6 separate regions of the Mus musculus genome follow, and regions 2, 3, 4, 5 and 6 are each linked to region 1. Evidence: chromatin contacts called from public HiChIP or PLAC-seq and promoter capture Hi-C data. All regions are on one chromosome and are shown on one strand. The core of a region is the stretch at or near the end of the contact, and the rest is flanking DNA. Distances in the headings are between cores, read along the strand shown.

What was found. HiChIP or PLAC-seq counts read pairs in DNA pulled down with a chosen protein or histone mark. Capture Hi-C pulls out chosen DNA fragments and counts their contacts.
Region 2: a contact with region 1 is called in a promoter capture Hi-C map of liver. The contact joins the promoter of Zbtb17 here to the promoter of Epha2 in region 1. A contact is called at or near these places in 1 of 39 promoter capture datasets (liver), 3 of 115 datasets of contacts at active chromatin or transcription factors (embryonic stem cells and memory CD8 T cells) and 2 of 9 other capture datasets (adipose tissue and liver).
Region 3: a contact with region 1 is called in an H3K4me3 HiChIP or PLAC-seq map of embryonic stem cells, with 37 read pairs. The contact joins the promoter of Szrd1 here to the promoter of Epha2 in region 1. A contact is called at or near these places in 6 of 39 promoter capture datasets (3T3-L1-derived adipocytes, cranial neural crest, liver and 2 more), 5 of 484 Hi-C or Micro-C datasets (Sertoli cells, cardiomyocytes, embryonic stem cells and 2 more), 7 of 115 datasets of contacts at active chromatin or transcription factors (bone marrow-derived macrophages, embryonic stem cells, extraembryonic endoderm stem cells and 1 more) and 3 of 9 other capture datasets (adipose tissue, liver and pancreatic islet).
Region 4: a FOXA1 HiChIP or PLAC-seq map of pancreatic cancer cells shows a contact between it and region 1. The contact joins the promoter of Spen here to the promoter of Epha2 in region 1. A contact is called at or near these places in 10 of 39 promoter capture datasets (the 3T3-L1 cell line, cranial neural crest, embryonic stem cells and 5 more), 3 of 484 Hi-C or Micro-C datasets (embryonic stem cells and nephron progenitors) and 7 of 115 datasets of contacts at active chromatin or transcription factors (embryonic stem cells, epiblast stem cells, extraembryonic endoderm stem cells and 3 more).
Region 5: a contact with region 1 is called in a promoter capture Hi-C map of pancreatic islet. The contact joins the promoter of Crocc here to the promoter of Epha2 in region 1. A contact is called at or near these places in 2 of 39 promoter capture datasets (liver and pre-B cells), 2 of 115 datasets of contacts at active chromatin or transcription factors (bone marrow-derived macrophages and pancreatic cancer cells) and 1 of 9 other capture datasets (pancreatic islet).
Region 6: an HNF4G HiChIP or PLAC-seq map of pancreatic cancer cells shows a contact between it and region 1. The contact joins the promoter of Necap2 here to the promoter of Epha2 in region 1. A contact is called at or near these places in 2 of 39 promoter capture datasets (liver and pre-B cells), 2 of 115 datasets of contacts at active chromatin or transcription factors (embryonic stem cells and pancreatic cancer cells) and 4 of 9 other capture datasets (adipose tissue, liver, macrophages and 1 more).

Annotation. Positions count from the first base shown.
Region 1 is chr4:141,299,931-141,302,630 of GRCm38.p6, reverse strand. It overlaps Epha2 (Eph receptor A2), which reads right to left and starts at 1,410. Exons shown (of 17, transcript NM_010139.3): 1 at 1,197-1,410. The coding sequence starts at 1,278.
Region 2 is chr4:141,443,183-141,446,029 of GRCm38.p6, reverse strand. Zbtb17 (zinc finger and BTB domain containing 17) reads right to left here and starts at 1,357. Exons shown (of 16, transcript NM_009541.2): 1 at 1,228-1,357. Gm42337 reads left to right here. Exons shown (of 4, transcript XM_030253993.1): 3 at 847-1,437; 4 at 1,726-2,044. The coding sequence ends at 1,793.
Region 3 is chr4:141,138,454-141,141,332 of GRCm38.p6, reverse strand. It overlaps Szrd1 (SUZ RNA binding domain containing 1), which reads left to right and starts at 1,537. Exons shown (of 4, transcript NM_001025608.2): 1 at 1,537-1,641. The coding sequence starts at 1,591.
Region 4 is chr4:141,537,225-141,539,924 of GRCm38.p6, reverse strand. It overlaps Spen (spen family transcription repressor), which reads left to right and starts at 1,328. Exons shown (of 16, transcript NM_019763.2): 1 at 1,328-1,761. The coding sequence starts at 1,679. It overlaps Gm4123 (predicted gene 4123), which reads right to left. Exons shown (of 2, transcript NR_166589.1): 2 at 2,508-2,700.
Region 5 is chr4:141,052,372-141,055,071 of GRCm38.p6, reverse strand. Crocc (ciliary rootlet coiled-coil, rootletin) reads left to right here and starts at 1,411. Exons shown (of 37, transcript NM_172122.2): 1 at 1,411-1,552; 2 at 1,981-2,122. The coding sequence starts at 1,493.
Region 6 is chr4:141,077,005-141,079,704 of GRCm38.p6, reverse strand. It overlaps Necap2 (NECAP endocytosis associated 2), which reads left to right and starts at 1,348. Exons shown (of 8, transcript NM_025383.4): 1 at 1,348-1,492. The coding sequence starts at 1,401.

The sequences.
Region 1 (2,700 bases), core at 161-2,660:
GACAGGGCCAGGATCTAACACCCCGTTTACCCCTAACTCTCCACCCTTCAAGAGCTCCAGTCTGGCCTTTTACCCTCCCAACGTGGAAGGCGAAAAGAATAAGGAAACTTCTCACCCCAAAGGGTTCCTCTGCGCTTCACCCCCCGACCCCTAGCTGGAGTCGGCAGAAGACTTGCTATGCCCAAAAGCAGAGAAAAGTTTTTGCTGTGGGAAACGGAAGCCAGCTAGCTCCGGCTGGGTAGACAGGAAGATCCTCGGCCAAGGGCAGGGCAGGAATTCCCACCCTCTCGGAGACCCTAGCTGAGGGACAACGCCCCCAAGCACACCCCCGGCTGCGGCCTTGAGCAAAGGCAACCTGTGCGGGCCCCCTCACCTTGCGTGGCTCCAAGACGCTGGGGCGGGGGCAGGTGATTCACTCCCCCACCTCCAGGTGCCTGGGCTCCCCGTGGCCCCGAGATGACGGCTCCACACCGCGGGAAGCCGCAACCCCACCTGCCGCATTTCCTCCTTCTGAGTCACCCCTTGCTCAGAACACTTGACTTTGGGACTTCCTGTACTCGCTCCCAGCCCTTAACCTGTCTCCCGAACCTGGGAGGGCAGCTTGGGAAGGAGGGAAGGTGTGAGTGGCCGGGGCTGACCCCAGGCGCTCCCAATGCTGGCCCAAAGGACCCCAGTGAAAAATCGGATGGGGCGTAGAGAGACTCTTTTGCTTGGTGCAGGGCACCGAGAGGACCCCTCCCCAAAAAGCAGGGCCTGCATCCAAATGCCTTCCGCGAGAAATCGGGGCAGATGATGAGTTAAGTGAACTCGGGTTACTAAGAGGCTGATCGCCGGGAAAACCCTACTGAGCGTCCTTTCCTCTGAGGGACCGAGAGCGCCCTGCGGGGGTCCCGCTCCAGAAGCCGCCACAGGGCTGAAACCGCGTGGCGGGCGCCGCGTCCCCCTTCCCGCGGCCTCCGAGCCCTGCGCGCCCCAGCCGAGATCCCTTAGTTCCAGAGAACCTAGGATCTCAGGGTATGGATCCCCAAGATCGTTCCGGACCGCAGCCCGCGCGCTCTGCCTAACCTTGCGCACTGAGACCCAGCAGCCATAAGTCAGTTTCCAAAGGTGCGTCCCAGAGAGGAGGCTGGGGCGCCCGGGGTCCCATGTCCCGGAGTCCCTGCTAGGCTGCGGCCACCGACCGCGTAGACACTCACCTTCCTTTCCCTGTGCCGCCGCGGCCGCCAGCGCGCAACCCCACAGCAGCGCCAGGCAGAAACCGACTGCCCGGAGCTCCATGCCGCACCCCTCGCTCCCCGCGATCCCTGCTGTCCGCACGCCGGTCTCGGTGCCCCAATCCTGCCCGCCCGCCGACAGAGACAACTTCTACCCTCCTGCTCCAAGTCCTTAATGGAAGTTGGGTGAGAACCCGCTCCTGTTCATTCATGCCCTGCGCTGACGTCACCGAAACCACGCCCTCAGGAATGTCTTTAAAGGGGCCGGACTGACACCCTGACTAGAGGGCGGGGAAGCCAGAGGGAAGTTGGGGTTGGGGGGGAGGTCAGGAATTTGGGGAGGATTGAGGGGGCCAGTGCGTGGGCCTTCGTGTGCAAACCTTGAGGAGATTTCTCATTTCAAAGCGCCACCAGGGTTAGTGTCCAAATATGTGGAATGAATTTGTGCCTACTCTCCCCTTTTGCCCTTGGGCTTCAAGATGTGAATTGTAAATCTGAGAAGTAGAAGCTTCCGTAGCAAAGGGCCTCAAAAAACCAAAAAATAGAAAAAGAAAAAGAACAAGAACAAGAACTCCTGATAACACACACACACACACACACACACACACACAAACACACATACACACTTGCTCCTGAGTCCCCCAGAAGATATGCCACACCCAGGAAGGTCCTCTAAGCTGTGTACCAAGAGTAGTGCCTCTGGGAACATGTCAGACATGCAGGTGTCTTCACTTTAGAGTGGAGGGCTTAAGATAAGGTTCCAAGGTACCCTAGGATACCCAAAGGCTGCACAACTCAACAGTCACAGACAAGTCACAGGACTTGAAGCTGGGCCCTGACCTGCTTTAACCACTTCCATTTGGGGACCCAGCACACACCCTCATGGGTAACTCTTGACCTCTGCCTCTGAACTCCAACAGAACACCCTTGTCCCCTGATCCCTGGGTGACAGAATGAGATTACGTTTTGATACCTTGGGGATGTCTGCCTCCTACCCACCCTTCCTCTGCCAAGGTTCCTCAAATCTGAGTTCATCTCTTCTCTTGGCGTCTAGAGTCAGTGAAACAAACGGATGTGAAGTGAACCAGGCAGCCAGTCCAGTCACCCACAACTGCCTGTTGCTCTGTTACCATTTGGCCAGTGGAAAGGGAACAGCTGTAGCAGGCTTGGTTCTCCGTGGACCTTTCTGCCCACCTCCTAGTCCCTGGCCTTCCTCTCTGTGACTCCCCAGTCCCTGGTCATCCTGGCCCATATTATACAACTCTGGTACCAGGTGCTCCTCCTGGGGTCCTACCCACCAGCTTGGCCTTGGCGCCTGTTTCTGAGAAACGGGTTCAGACATTTCCCCTGGAGGGGGAGAGAAAGGGTTAATTATAGGTGTTGGGGTTAATTAAAGCCTTTGATCAGGGATGGATGATGGGAGAGAAGGCTATGTCTTCTGAGAAGGAGAGTGGCTGGACATGTATGTGTGAGCATGTTTGGATGA
Region 2 (2,847 bases), core at 108-2,607, 140 kb before region 1:
GCCCAAGCTGGCCTCAAACTCAGAGATCCACCTGTCTGCCTCCCAAATGCCGGGATTAAAGAAGTTCACCACCACCACCCAGCATCTAGCAATCTCTAACTGATTTCAGGCCCACTCCTTTATGCCTCTTCAGCCTGCCTCAACCTGTGATCTTTCTGGTCCACAAACCGGCTTCTTAAATGCCTTCCCATTAACCTAAAAGTTAAAGTGCTGAACTGGGTTTGCAGCATCCCCAAAGACTTCAGCTGAGCCTGCTGACTTTACCACCCACCTCTGACGGAGGAAGAGGAGCTTGAACATTCGTACAGACAACACCTTCAACTTAGGATGCCCTTGTCCTTCTGCCTCACTCCCCCGTGGAACCTTTCGGCTCAGCTTTCTGAAACACGGGGACTCCCTAGGTTCACCTAAACTGTGTACGGTTTCCCAAGTCAGGCTCCCTTCCTGCAGCGCACTGACATCTGGAAAGCCCGTTTCTCTCTCCCACGTGAGTCTCTGAGCTCTGAACGCTGATGCCGGTGATGACACTTAACAGCAGCAAGGGACTTTCCACGCGTTCACGCTCTTAACTGGCCATGCTAGGCCCTGGACAACATACCACGTAACCCCTCACACATCTCAGAAGACAGATTTTATTATAACCCCATTTTAAGGATGAGGATACTGGGGTGGAGAGAGTCTCCGCTTGGAGCTGAGAACCCTAGTCGCACTCGGGGACCCAGTCCGCCCGCACTTCTGCTCTGTCCTCAGATCTGTCAGGGGCGGAGAGAAACGAGGGAAACGGGATGGAGGGATGGTGGGATGGATGACGAGTGAATGAATGAACGGTCTGTGACGGGAGGTCAGTGCGGCTCCCGGTCCGGGACACATCCAGGTCGCCCCCACCAGCCCCGCGCCGCCCCGCACTTCGCCCCCACGCGGCCGCAGCACGCCCACCCGCCGCAGCCGGCGCGCGGGGTCAGGGGGCGGTGACAGCCCGGCGGCGGGGGCGGAGATGCCACCAGCCGCGGTGTCACCCAGCCCGGGAGGCGACTCGCGCCCCGTCGGCCGCGCGGGTGCATGGCCACCCCTCCGGGCCGCTCCCGCCGCCCCGGGGCCCCGCGGCGCCCTCCGCCCGGGCCTCCCCTCCCCCACACAACCGTCCCGGCGTCCCGTGGCCCCGGTCCCCGGCCGCCTCGGGTCCCGCCTCCCGGGACTTCCGGACCGCTGGCGCCGCCCGGGCCTCACCTGCCATGTCCCGAACCCCACCACAGATGGAGGTGCATCACGGCCGCGAGAAGGCCGGGGGCAGCGCTTCACAGCAGACAAAGGGCGCCGCCATGTTAGAACCGGGCGGAACCGACCTCGCTGGCTTCCCGGCTGGGACTTCCGTCGCTGGCGCAGCGCTCGTCCGAGGTGCGCGACCGCCGGCAGGCGCATGCGCCGTGCCAGCCGAAAGTTAGTGCTCTTCTGGAGTTGGACCTCTTTTAACCCTTGTTTTCCGGCTCCACAGAGAGCTGCCGGGACACTTGCTGTGCACCGGACTCTGTGTTAAGCTCTTTACTGTTTATTGTCTCATTGCTCACACGATACAACCGAGTTCTTTCTCCTCTCTTTGGGAGGAGTGAAAACTTAGGTGCAAAAGGATTACTCAAACATCTTTGTGACAAAGGAAAGATGTGGACCTACTTGTGACTCCCTTTATGGTTTTGGTAATTTTATTTATTTGTTTGTTTGTTGTATTAGGGATCAAACCCAGCAACTCGGACTGGGTAAATAAATTACTCAGTGGCCTGTTGGGAGCCGACTCCTAGCAGAAAGCGGCTGTCATCTCTGCAGCCATCTCGGGCTATTTACTTACAAGTTGGTACTTTTCCACCCTGACAAGAGACTTGTTTTCCTACCATGATGTTTTTGCAAGAAGCCCACCACAGCTGAACACACTCTGATAACATCTTGTTTTTCTCTTACATATCCTGGATTTGTGGTTAAGTATCTCCTGCCATACTCCCAGCAAGTGCATATATACCCATAGTTGCCTTCCAATAAATGAGATTTGATCAGATAGCCTGTCTTGTCTCCATTCTTCGCGTCTCTTGCCCCTGTCCCCACTCTCTCTCTCTCAGACCCTGTTTACTGACCCGCGGGCCAGGTCAGTGGCACAAGTGCTTGCTTGCTACACAAGCTCTATCTTGAAAACCACGGTAAAAGCCAGGGGGCTGGCAGGAGAGATAGCTCAGAGGTTAAGGACACTTTTGCTCTTGTAGAGAACTTGGCTTCGATTCCCGGCACCCACATGGTGACTCCAATTTCAAGAGATCTGATGCCTTCTGCTATTTGCAGGAATTAGACATACATACAAGCATGCAGGCAAAATACTCATAGAATTTAAGTAAACATTAAATAAATAATAGTAATAAAATCTAGGAGTGGTGCATTCTGTAATCCCAGGGATTTATTGGCCAGTCAACCTATCGTATGGAAACCTCAGGCTTCAGTGTCCTGAAGGTTGGAAATTAGATTAGAACTAAAGATGTAGGTCAGTGGTAAAATACTAGCCTAGCATGACTGAGAATGCAGGCTCCATTCCCAGGGAGGAAGTGATATGGGAAGGGCATGAAGAAGGTCAGGGCTGGCAGCCAGGGTGGGTTTGTATTTAATTACTATGCCAGGACTGCAGAATATTAACTGTTATTTATAATTTCACTGAAAACTCTTCAAAGAACAAAGACTTAGCTGAGTGTGATGCACACCTTAATCCCAGCACTTGGAGGCTAGAGACAGGCAGCTCTCTGACTCTGCACACTAAAGATTCATGGTGTAATTTCTAGATGGGTCATATTCATAGCTTGGCCAGGGGTGTGGAAA
Region 3 (2,879 bases), core at 288-2,787, 160 kb after region 1:
GGGACATGTCCCAGAAATGTTGTCTGTGTTTGGGGAAAGGATTAGAGGTGAGACAGACAGGCAAGCCACCCCCACCAGCTGCCCCCCACCCTTCAGCAGTCATACCCATTAGACAGGGTTTCTTTGTGTAGCCCTGGCTGCCCTGGAACTCACTCTGTAGACCAGGCGACTCAGAAATCCACCTGCCTCTGCCTCCCAAGTGCTGGGATTAAACGCGTCCCGGCGACCCCCTTAGAATTTTTAAGGGAAGTCAGATACCGGTTGTGACTCTTCAGTATAATAAGGTGTGTGTGGGAGGAGGGTGGTGGTTGTTGTCTTGTTTCCTTTTGGTTTAATTTTTGAGACAGGGGCTGTCCTAGAACTCATTCTGTAAACTCACAGAGATTCCCCTGCCTCTGCCTCCTGAGTGCTGGATTAAAGGCGAGGGCCAGCACTGCTCAGGCAGTGCCTGCTTCCTAATGCCATGCTTCTCACCATCTTCAGCTGTCTGAGTCTTTTCTTCCTGCTGCCTTAATTCTTTTCTTTCTTTTTTTTAAAGATGTTTTAATTTATTTATCTGTAAGTATACTGATACTGTAGCTGTCTTCAGACACTCCAGATCTCATTACAGATGGTTGGGAGCCATGTGGTTGCTGGGATTTGAACTCAGGACCTCTGTAAGAGCAGGCTGTGCGCTTAACTGCTGAGCCATATCTCCAGCCCAGAGATGCTTTTTTCTTTTTTCCTCTCGAGACAGGGTTTCTCTGTGTAGCCCTGGCTGTCCTGGAACTCACTTTGTAGACCGGGCTGGCCTCCAACTCAGAAATCCGCCTGCCTCTGCCTCCTGAGTGCTGGGATTAAAGGCGTGCGCCACCACGTCCGGCCAAAGATGCTTTTTAATCCTTTCTTTAAGTATAGAAATGTCTCAAGAATGTTGTAAAACAGGGCTGGTGAGATGGCTCAGTGGGTAAGAGCACCCGACTGCTCTTCCAGACTGCTCTTCCAAAGGCCTGGAGTTCAAATCCCAGCAACCACATGGTGGCTCACAACCATCCTAACGAGATCTGATTCCCTCTTCTGGAGTGTCTGAAGACAGCTACAGTGTACTTACATATAAATAAATAAATCTTAGAAAAAAAAAAAAGTATGACTGGTTACCGGGTGTGGTGGCGCACACCTTAAAAAAAAAAAAAAATGCTGTAAAACAAACATGTGACCTGTAGCTTAGAAAAACTTAGACTCACTTTTTTTCTTTTGAGATTCAATTTTTGAAAAAAAAATTAATTTTCAATCATTGCCTGCCCTTAAGAAACGATGGTTCCAAAGCACACAGTTCCCGAACTGGAGCAGGTAACGTCACTTGAACTCTCTCATTCAGTAAACCAGCGAGCGTATTGACCTCATGAAAGATGGAGGCCGATCTGACTTCCCTGCCCTCTTCCAAGATGGCAGACCAGGCGAGTGGAGGACCTGGCCGGGCGCCTCTTCCGGGCTGGGGGAGGGGGCGTGGTCCATTGAGGAAAGCCCTGCGTGCCTCCGCCCGCGACTCAGGCGCGCTTCAAGGCGCAGGCGCGGGGAGGGGTTGGGGGAGGAGGGAAAGCGGCGAGTAAGATGGAAGATGAGGAGGTCGCTGAGAGCTGGGAGGAGGCGGCAGACAGCGGGGTAAGGAGGAGCTGCCGCCCCGCGGTAGGGCTGGGCGGACCTGGCGTGAGGGAAGCCTCCGGGGAGTGGGTCTGGGGAGAGTTTTCCCCAAGGAAGGGTCTCCCACGCCGGGCCGGAGGTGGAAGAGAGGCCCCCGGTCCCGGATCGCCGTGAAGGCCTCTTAAAGGGGCCGCGTTCCATTTCTCTCTCCACCTTTGCCGGGTGCCTCTCCGCCCAGCGGTGTGCGCTTCGCTCTGGGCGCCCCACCTTCTACCCCGGGGCAACTCTCTCTGGTCCCCCGCGCCCTAGGGACCATTTTAAAGTTCTTGAGCTCCGTCTGGTGAGGGAGGGGCTCGGGTGGAGTGCCTGGCTCGGAGGAAGAGCGGGAGGAGGCCCCGAGACAGCGGGGAGCAAGCGACCATGTGTCCTCTGGGACCACTGGGCTCTGGGCCGAAATCCCCCGCCGCTGTGCGCCTTCCGCCGCGGTGAGCGAGCCTGGTTTTTTCTCTTCCTTTCCCTTTTCCTCTTTCAGTTTTAGTCCGAGTTTTCCGGGGATCTCAGCAGAGCTCCCCTAAACTCTGCAAAGCATCTGCTCTTCCCCGGGACCCACCCTAAGATCTGCGCAGTGGGAAGGATCTCGGACTACGTTCTTCTGAGTGGAGGGAAGGGAAAGGAAGAAGGGTGTGATTTGTAAGATAGCCTCATGCCTGCGAGAAGGGGAGATTACCGATCGGTATGATGCGAGTGAGAGTTTTTGCTTGCCCCCAAAAGTTACAGGAAAAGGAAAAATTATCCCAAGTAGGAACTCCTCTATTAGATTCGTGATTCTCGTGGTAATTTCAGAGTTTGAGGTTCGAAGCTAACCCTCGTGGAGACGGAAATGTCTCTTTGGTGACCATGTGTCCGCGCCTGGGCTGGGCCGGGCTGGGCCGGGCCGGGCCGGGCCGGGCTGGGCTGGGCTGGGCTGGGCTCCGCTCCGGTGACATTCACCTCAAAAGTTTATGTGTGGGGAGTCACATATACTAGGATAGAGGAGGAGTTGGGTCTGTCTTCCCCTAGCGCTTCTAACCAGCACAGCAGTGGTGTATCTTCACAGGAATGTTGAAACTTGGCCTCGAAGTTTTTTCCGCTAGTTCAGCATTTCTCGAAAGATTGGTGATGCTTTTCGACTTAGCATTAACGAGCCTTGGAAGGCCTGCTTGGTTCAGCGATTATTTAATAGAGGTTTAAGGTACATTCCCCTTGAATCAAGAAAGTGT
Region 4 (2,700 bases), core at 79-2,578, 240 kb before region 1:
CATATATATATCAAGATATATTATATACATATAAACTTAGGCTATATGGCAGACTAAAATGAACAAATAATAAAAAATAAACCCTAGTACTTTTTATGGAACAAAAGAAACAATTATGTGACCCCAAATATTATTGCTATTATTTATGATTTTTTTCCAATTCAAAATACTGCCTGTTCGGTTGGTGAAGTTATATGGTAGCCGAGGTCTACAGTCTCAGTCCTGAGAGGTGGGCACAAAACTAGAAGTGTGAGACTAGCCTGAGCTATATAAGACCCTTTCTCAAAAATATAAACAGTGGCTCTGGAAGACCCTTTCAAATTAAGCCAAACAAAGAAAACACTACCAAGAACTGGGAATGTAGCCTAGTGATATATTAACACACCTTGTTGGACGCGGGCGAGGTCCTTAGGTAGAACCCTAATTTGTGTGTACTGCACACTTTGTAGACCCTAAGGGCACAACGAAACAAAAAGTGTAGGCTGTACCCGAAGCACCATTTTATTTTTGTGTATGAAAAATTAAAGTATGAGTTGCTGACGGTTTTAATGAGTTAAGATTTTTTTTTTCTGTTACTCCACAGTGGCCTTTTGCGGTTTTATCTTTCTGAAAGCCGGCCTTACATGAAAGGTCAACTGCCAGTTTCAAAAGTCTGGAAGGGCCGGAGGTCTAATACTCTCTGTTTAAAAAACCAACTATTCCAAACCTTCCGAGGGGAAACAGTATGGAATGTCTGTATCCTTTCAGCTTTAATTCTTGTGTGTACTGTAATCATGAGCAAAGACATCTTGCAGAAGGTTTCGCAAGCTCCTATATAAAAAGTTGCTTAATGTTACAAGCCAATGATTCTTGGGAGGGATGGGTTTCTCTGCAGCGCTGGTCCCTTGTCTGGGCGGTGAAAAGGGTGGCCTGGTCCCGACCACTTTCCCAAGCAGGCGGGGAATCTAGGCGTCCGGAAATGGTCAGGGGCGGGCCGTAGGGCAGACAGGCATAGGGACTTTGGCCTCTAGAAACCTCTTGGCGTGGAAACTAACCGGGTTCTCTTGTGTTTCCCCAGAGCAACGCCTGACCGCAGGCAGAAGCGGCCCCATCCTCCCCCACCCCGACGCCTCCGGCGGCCGGCCTCCCGGCCTCCGGCGCGCCTGCGCACTAAGCTGACTGCGCGGGCGCCGCTTCCCGGCTCCGCATTCCTCCCCCTTCCGAGCTCCGCGCGCCTGCGCGCCGGCTGGGAGGCCCTCCGCGTCGGGGCGGGAGGACGCGCGCGCGCCCGCGGCCAGGGGGCGGTGGCCAGGCGGCGGGAGGCGGGCCGCGCGCGCCGGTGGGAAGCGTCCGGCAGCCACAGCGCCGGCTCCGTCGTAGTCGCGGCCGCCCGGGTCTCGCTCGCCCCTCCTCCCGCTCCCCCGCCCGCCGCCGCCCGCGCGCATGCGCCGCCGGAGCGCGAGGGTCGGCTTCGGGTGTTTGGTGGCGGCAGAGCGGAGCTGCGAGGCCCGAGAGTCAGAACCTGGGGGAGAGGGATGGTCTCTGCACCGGGGGGAGCCGGAGGAGCCGCCGCCGCTGCCGACGCCACCGCCGCAGCCGCCGCCGCCGCCGCCCCGGCGCCCGCCTCCCTGCGCTGACGGCCGCGTACGAAGCCGGCGAGGGGGAGCCAGCCACCGCGGTCGCCGGCACACCGCCCAGCATGGTCCGGGAAACCAGGCACCTCTGGGTGGGAAACTTACCGGAGAACGTGCGGGAAGAGAAGATCATCGAGCATTTCAAACGGTGAGTGACACGAGGCCCGGAGCCGCGCTGGCACCTCGGGCGCCTCTCCGGCCCGTTGCTGGCCACCGGCAGAGCGGCGACGCGCGGCTGGCTCCGGCGCTCTGGGCGGGCGGCTGCTGTGCGGCCACCGAAGGAGCGGGAGCGCTGGGGGGCTGCGGGATCGCCTTTTTGCGCGCCGCCTCGCAGTCCAGCGCGACTGGCCGGGGCCCCGAGCGCCCGCAGAGCCCGGGCTGTGCGGACGCCGCAGCCGCGCTTGGCATCGTGCGGCACCGGGAGGTGGCAGGCACCCGGAGCAGTGGCCGCTCTCCGGAGATTCGTGCAGCGGCGGATGCTTCAGCTCTCTGCGCGGCTGGGCGGAGCGGGCTGCCTGGCGCTCGGCGGCGGCTAAATGGGCTGCCCGTGTCCCGGAGCTCGCGGGGAAGGGAGCGCGAACGCCAAGCTTGGCGCTGCGGATGCATTCCCGCGCCGCGCTGGTGACCGAGCGTTTTTTTTTTTTGTTTTTGTTTGTTTGTTGTTTTTTTTTTTTTTACAATAGACCCTTCACCTCGAATTCGTTAGTGAAGTAGCCAAAAAGTGCAAAATTTTAGCGATTAGGTATGACTTTTCGGTTTCTCTAAATACTTTTTGCTTGTGGAAGGAAAAGAAGTAAATGCTGCTTTTCATACCCGTTGGTAGCATTTAGCGCTTATTTGCTCCCAGAAACGCGTGTCCGGGTAACTGGTAGAGGCCTCAGCATGCAACCCCACTTACAATGAGAATTTATTCATACTTTCCGCACATTGAGAAAGAACGTAGCAAATCTGCGATCGCCTGTGGAAATTCACTTCTCCTGATATCCAATACCCTGGAAGGTTCCAAGTTGGGCGTACTCTGAATTCCCACTATCCAGTCGGTGCAGGGAATATAATTAGGAGAAGGAACGTCCTCACATTAGAGTCA
Region 5 (2,700 bases), core at 162-2,661, 250 kb after region 1:
TCCTAATCTTCTGCCTCCGGCTCATTCTCTGGCTTCTTCTGTCCTGTGTCTAGCTTGTACTCTCTTCAGCTTGTGTCTGTACAACTCTCCCGGTAAAACGTCCTCTCTCCCCTTCTCTCTCTGCGCTGCTCTCTTTGGTAGCCTCCAGACCTCCATAGCAGCTTGGGGGCGCCTACCTTCTTGTCCAGGTGTACATTGGAAACATATGCAGTACGGATTCCTTAGTTGGGAAGAAGCGATCCAGTCTGGACTAAAGTGTGTGTATGCAGCGCCTACCGCATCCTTCTCTCTGACTTGGATACCGCAGCAGGTCTTGAAGACCAAGGGGCCTGGCTTTGCCCTTTAGGCATTTTGGGGAGTCTGCTTGGTCTAAGGGGAGGTGAGCTTCAGGCTTACACTTCTTCATAGTGTGTCACCTTGAATAGGTGAGTCCTCCACCCCTCTGAGCCTTGTTTTGCTCATCCGGAAATAGGCTGATAGGAGGACTAGATGAATTTGACACACCCTAGAACTCAGGAACCTGGAGAGTAGAAACCAGCAGGTAAGTGCTAAAGTGAGCTGCTATGAGCTTAGCCTTGCCCTGTGTGTTTCTGAACCCCTCCCTGCTTTCAGCACCCTTCAGTTCCCTCAAAGACCCTACTCTCGTTTACAGATAGGGAAACTGAGGCCAGGAGAGGTAATTTATCCAGGACCATACTGCTAACACATGGCAGGCCATCGACTCCGGGTCCTTACCATTGTGCCACACAGCCTCCTTGCTTCTGGGAGGGAAACTGCTCTCAGACTTTGGGGGCCCAGGGACTGTGCACGTTGAGTTTTCTCCTGAGTGAAGACAATGTTTACCCAGTGTTCCCTGGGTGAACTGGCACCCAGTTATGTGCTGTGGACGGGCAGATGCTTTGCTCCCAGGAGCTCAATGGTGCCAGCTCTGACACAGGAGGATGCTGGGACACAGCCGGGGGCGGGGCTTGGACCGGCTCAGTTCCTAGTCTTGTCTGAGCGCCTGCTTTCTTTGCTTCCAACCTGTAGTGCACAAGCATCTCCCTGCCTAGCAGCAGGCTGTAAATAGGTTCTGAGCAGACCACGTGAGCTCGCCCGTTCCGGGTCAGAGAAGATGCTCTGTGAGCTAGGGACTCTGGCCTCGGGCAGCCGGGCTTGTAAGGCTGCAGTGCCCACAGACTGGGGAGGGAGGAGGGAGTGGGGAACACTGTTCCCTACCATTCATGGTCTCCTCCCTGAGTGCTGTCTGGGCCCTCCCTCCTCATGCACCTCTGATTCCTGCTGCTCTTCCCCTCCTCTCCCTTCTGAGTCCCTCCCCACCCCCTGCGTAGTCACGTGGGGGCACCATCGGATTTAAGCTTAATCTGCCGGGCTGCTCAGCCCAGCAGCCTGGCATTGGTGTGTTAGTGCGTTGGTGCATGTAGCTGAGACGCTCTTCGACCTCTGTACTTTGAGGAGGGGGGCTGTGGAGTGCCCACAGACCCCCCTCTCCATGAGCCTGGGGCTGGCAGGATCTCTGCAGGCTCAGCTGGCACTGGAGATTGTGATCCAGGTGGGTCCGGAGGGCCGGGCCGTGTCCACCCTGTCCAGGGGCAGAGCAGGGCAGAAGAACCGACCTTGTAGTAGTGGTGAGAGGTGGTGAGTGGAGGGAAGTGTGGGGAAGTGTGCGAGGGTTGCAGTTTGCAGGTCAGGGGGCCACACAGGCCAGTGCTGGGACTCCTTAATCTCAGTGCACAGTAGTGGGGGAAGGGCCCCTCGTGGACTTTAGGGATTACTGGCCTCTGGCACAGCAAGATCCTCCTACCTTCTCTGCCCTTCAGGTCCTGCTGGGGCCCAGCGCTAGGAGAGACACTGAGCAGGCGCTCTCTGCAGTTTACCCTTGTTTCCTAGTTTCTCTAGGACTTGGGCCACAGGATTTGCCCAACTCTCAGGCCAGGAAGTCAGGGGTCTAGGATCCCTGAAAACTCTCTCTTCTCACAGTCTCTGGAGAACTGTGTTCTGGGACCAAACCAAGAGAAGAGCCTGAGTGTGCAGAACCGGGTCCAGGACTTCCAGGGAGCCAGCCTGCTTGTCTGCGCCAGGGAGGTCATCGCCAGCAACCTCTCCCGGCCTGAGACCCCAGGTACCACCTCCCTACCCTGTCCAGGTCCTTCTCCCTTCTCAGCAGCAGGGACACAGATGGTGCTGCTGTGTAGTGTAGTGCTGTGTGTGTGTGTGTGTGTGTCGGTAAGCGTGCACACACGTGCGCGAATACATGTATGTTGTAATGTGTGGCTCATACACACGTGTGTACAGGTACATTTCCTGTGAGCACGAGGATGACAAAGAAGTGCTCTGGTGTTCTCCACCGCTTCCCTTACCTCAGGATCTCGCACAGCTTGGAGCTAGGCTGCCAGCCAGCAAGTCCTACTGATTTTCTCGGCTCTTTGCCAAGTCGCTTTTGGGTTACAGGTGCCCGAGGGGCCATGCCCAGCTTTGTACATGGGTGCTGGGATTTGAACTTAGATACTCATGCTTGTGTGTAGCAAGTGCCCTAATGTGCTGATCCACGTGCTCAGCCCCAGACCCTACTCCTTGAATGCACATAGGGAGACAGGCACAGCTCTGTGATGAAGGAGCCTCCAGAGCCTGAGATGCAATTATTTTATTTACTCCCCATGTGGCACAGCTTTAAGAGAGGGCGGGGCTAGCCCTTTCCAC
Region 6 (2,700 bases), core at 99-2,598, 220 kb after region 1:
CTTTAATCCCAGCATTTGGGAGGCAGAGGCGGGCAGATTTCGGAGTTCGAGGCCAGCCTGGTCTACAGAGTGAGTTCCAGGACAGCCAGGACTGCACAGAGAAATCCTGTCTCGAAAAACCAAAAAACTGAGCCAGGCGTGGTGGCACACGCCTTTAATCCCAGCACTCGGGAGGCAGAGGCAGGTGGATTTCTGAGTTTGAGGCCAGCCTGGTCTACAAAATGAGTTCCAGGACAGCCTGGGCTACACAGAGAAACCCTGTCTCAAAAAAAACCAACAAAAACAAAAAACCCAAAAAATCAACAAAACAAAACAAACATCAAACCGAGGCATTTTTCAAACCGTTGGTGGAGACCTCAGGCAGGTGAGTCACCGCAAAGCCGGGAAACATCATTTATGGCCCTTACTTGCTATCTGATGACATTCTTAGCCTTTATTGGTGAAAGCTGGCATTTGTACCTTCCAAAGGATTTACCTAATAGTCACAAGGATCTTAGGTCACATACAGAGGTGGCCAATAAATGGCTATTTAGAGGGTCAAGATAACTCAAAATCAATTCGCCTCCCAATCTGCCTTATTCTAGCTTTTCACAAGTGATCAACCTCGTGGAAGGATTAGGAGGTGTGTCCTCGTTGGAAAAGCTGTGATGGGGGTTTGGTCTTTGAGTTTTCCAAAAGCCCGTATCAGGCCCGGGTCACTGTCGTCCGTGCTCCCCTTCCTCCCGCCCCATCCCTGTGTGCTGTGGCCCTTCCACCCCCACCAGGATCATGACGTACAGCTCTCAGCTGCTTCTCTGGTATCACGCCTGCCTGCATGCCGCCATGCTCTCCCGCATGCTAATCATGGACTAAGCCTCTGAAACTGTAAGCAAGCCCCCAATGAAAGGATTTCTTTTTGTAAGTGTTGCCTTGGTCATAGTGTCTCTTCACAGCAAAGACAACCAGGAACTTTGGTTCACAACTTTGATTTGTACTCCTGTTGCGCTAAGCCACTGGGGCCTTGCGCACATAGTAGGTTATAAAAAGTTGTGGAGCGAGATTCCTCCAGAAGCCTCTGAGAACCTTCTGGGATTGGCGGGGACAAGGACATTCCGTCAGAAGGGCAGGGCTGCAGGGTATCTTGCATATCAGCCACCCTGGTCTAGGGTATAGAGTTTGAACTACAACCAGGTTCGGGATTAGGCTCAGATCAGCGGCATCTCGAGCTTCTCAGGTCCCACAGCAGCAGAGAGCAATCGCTTCACGGTCTGATCTGAGGCGCCCGGCAGAGGGCACTCGGGAGCGATCGGGGGGTCCCCCGGAGCTTCCGCTCTAGACAGAACTTGGTCATAGAGTCGCATCACTTCCGGTCCTGAAGGGGCGGGGAGAAGCCGGAAGTCCCGAGGGCTCGGGCGATAGAGATGGAGGAGAGTGAGTACGAGTCTGTTCTGTGTGTCAAGCCGGAGGTCCACGTCTACCGCATCCCGCCGCGGGCCACCAACCGTGGTTACAGGTGACCGTTCCTGGCTTAATCTTCCCGTCCCCCGCCCCGGCATGCACTGCGGGGGACGAGGACCGGTTGTCGGGTTTAGGGGCGGAAAGGATGGAGCCCTGTGGCTACTTTAATCGGGGCCAGACTTAGGAGGGGTCGCTGGCCCTGAGCCGTCAGCGGGACGCCGGCAACGGTCGCAGCCAGCTCCTGGGGACCCGAGAGCGCAGTGGGTTCCCTCGGCGGGGTCTACGGGTCGTGTCACAGCGCTAACCGACAGTCGTGACGGGATCCCAGAAAACCCTGCCACCCGCGGAAATCCCCGCCGGGAGGGCACGGGAGGGAACCCGGCCATCTGGGGGACCCGTCCCACGAAGCCCAGGGACGCTGTTCCTATCTCCGGCTCTCCTGACCCCAGTTTCACCCCTGATCACAACATACTTGCAGCTGGGAGGATACCGCCGCCCTTGTCTTGAGTGAGCGTCACCTGAGGCAAATAAACTCAAATGCCTGTAAACACACGGAGTGTCTCCGGAAGGGAACCCAGGACTCTAGTCTAGGAGAGGAGACACAAAGTTGGACACCTTCCCTAACTGAAAAAGATGAAAAATACGTGGTGTGTCCTGTGCCCTGTGGTGGGGTGTTGCTACTTAGGCTGGGTGGCTCTCGAAGGCGATGGGTGTCTGAGTTGTTTGGAAACAGGTCGTCGGGTACCACAAATGTGTTGGAGGGCCAACTCCATCTGCCCTTTGCGCTATGTAACACAGGCTCATAACATTTTCTGAATGGGTATCTTAGAACACTTAACTGTGTCGGTGCGATGATTTTAAAATAATATTAAAATGACAAGAATGGAGGTCAGCAAGCTACAGCTGCCTGTGCTTGCTTTTGCGTGTCTGGGTGTGGTGCGGGTGCATGCAGAAGCCACAGGAGTTCCAGCCAGTGTCTTGCTTTTTTCATGTCCGTTGTTCCCTTGAGGTGGCCCCTAACTGAAGCTGGGGTTGGCTGTTTTCATCTAGACTAGGTGTTCAGCAAGCCCAGTGAAACTCCTTTCTCTGCCCCACCCCACACAGTGGAGGGTCTACAGGTAGCTGGAGCCAGACCTGGCTTTTAGGCGCTAGAGATCCAAACTCGGGGCCTCAAGCTTGCTCATCTGCACCGAATCATCTCCACAGCTGTCTCCCTTTCCTTTCTTGTTATCAAACCGGAGATTGGCAGTCTACCCCTATCTG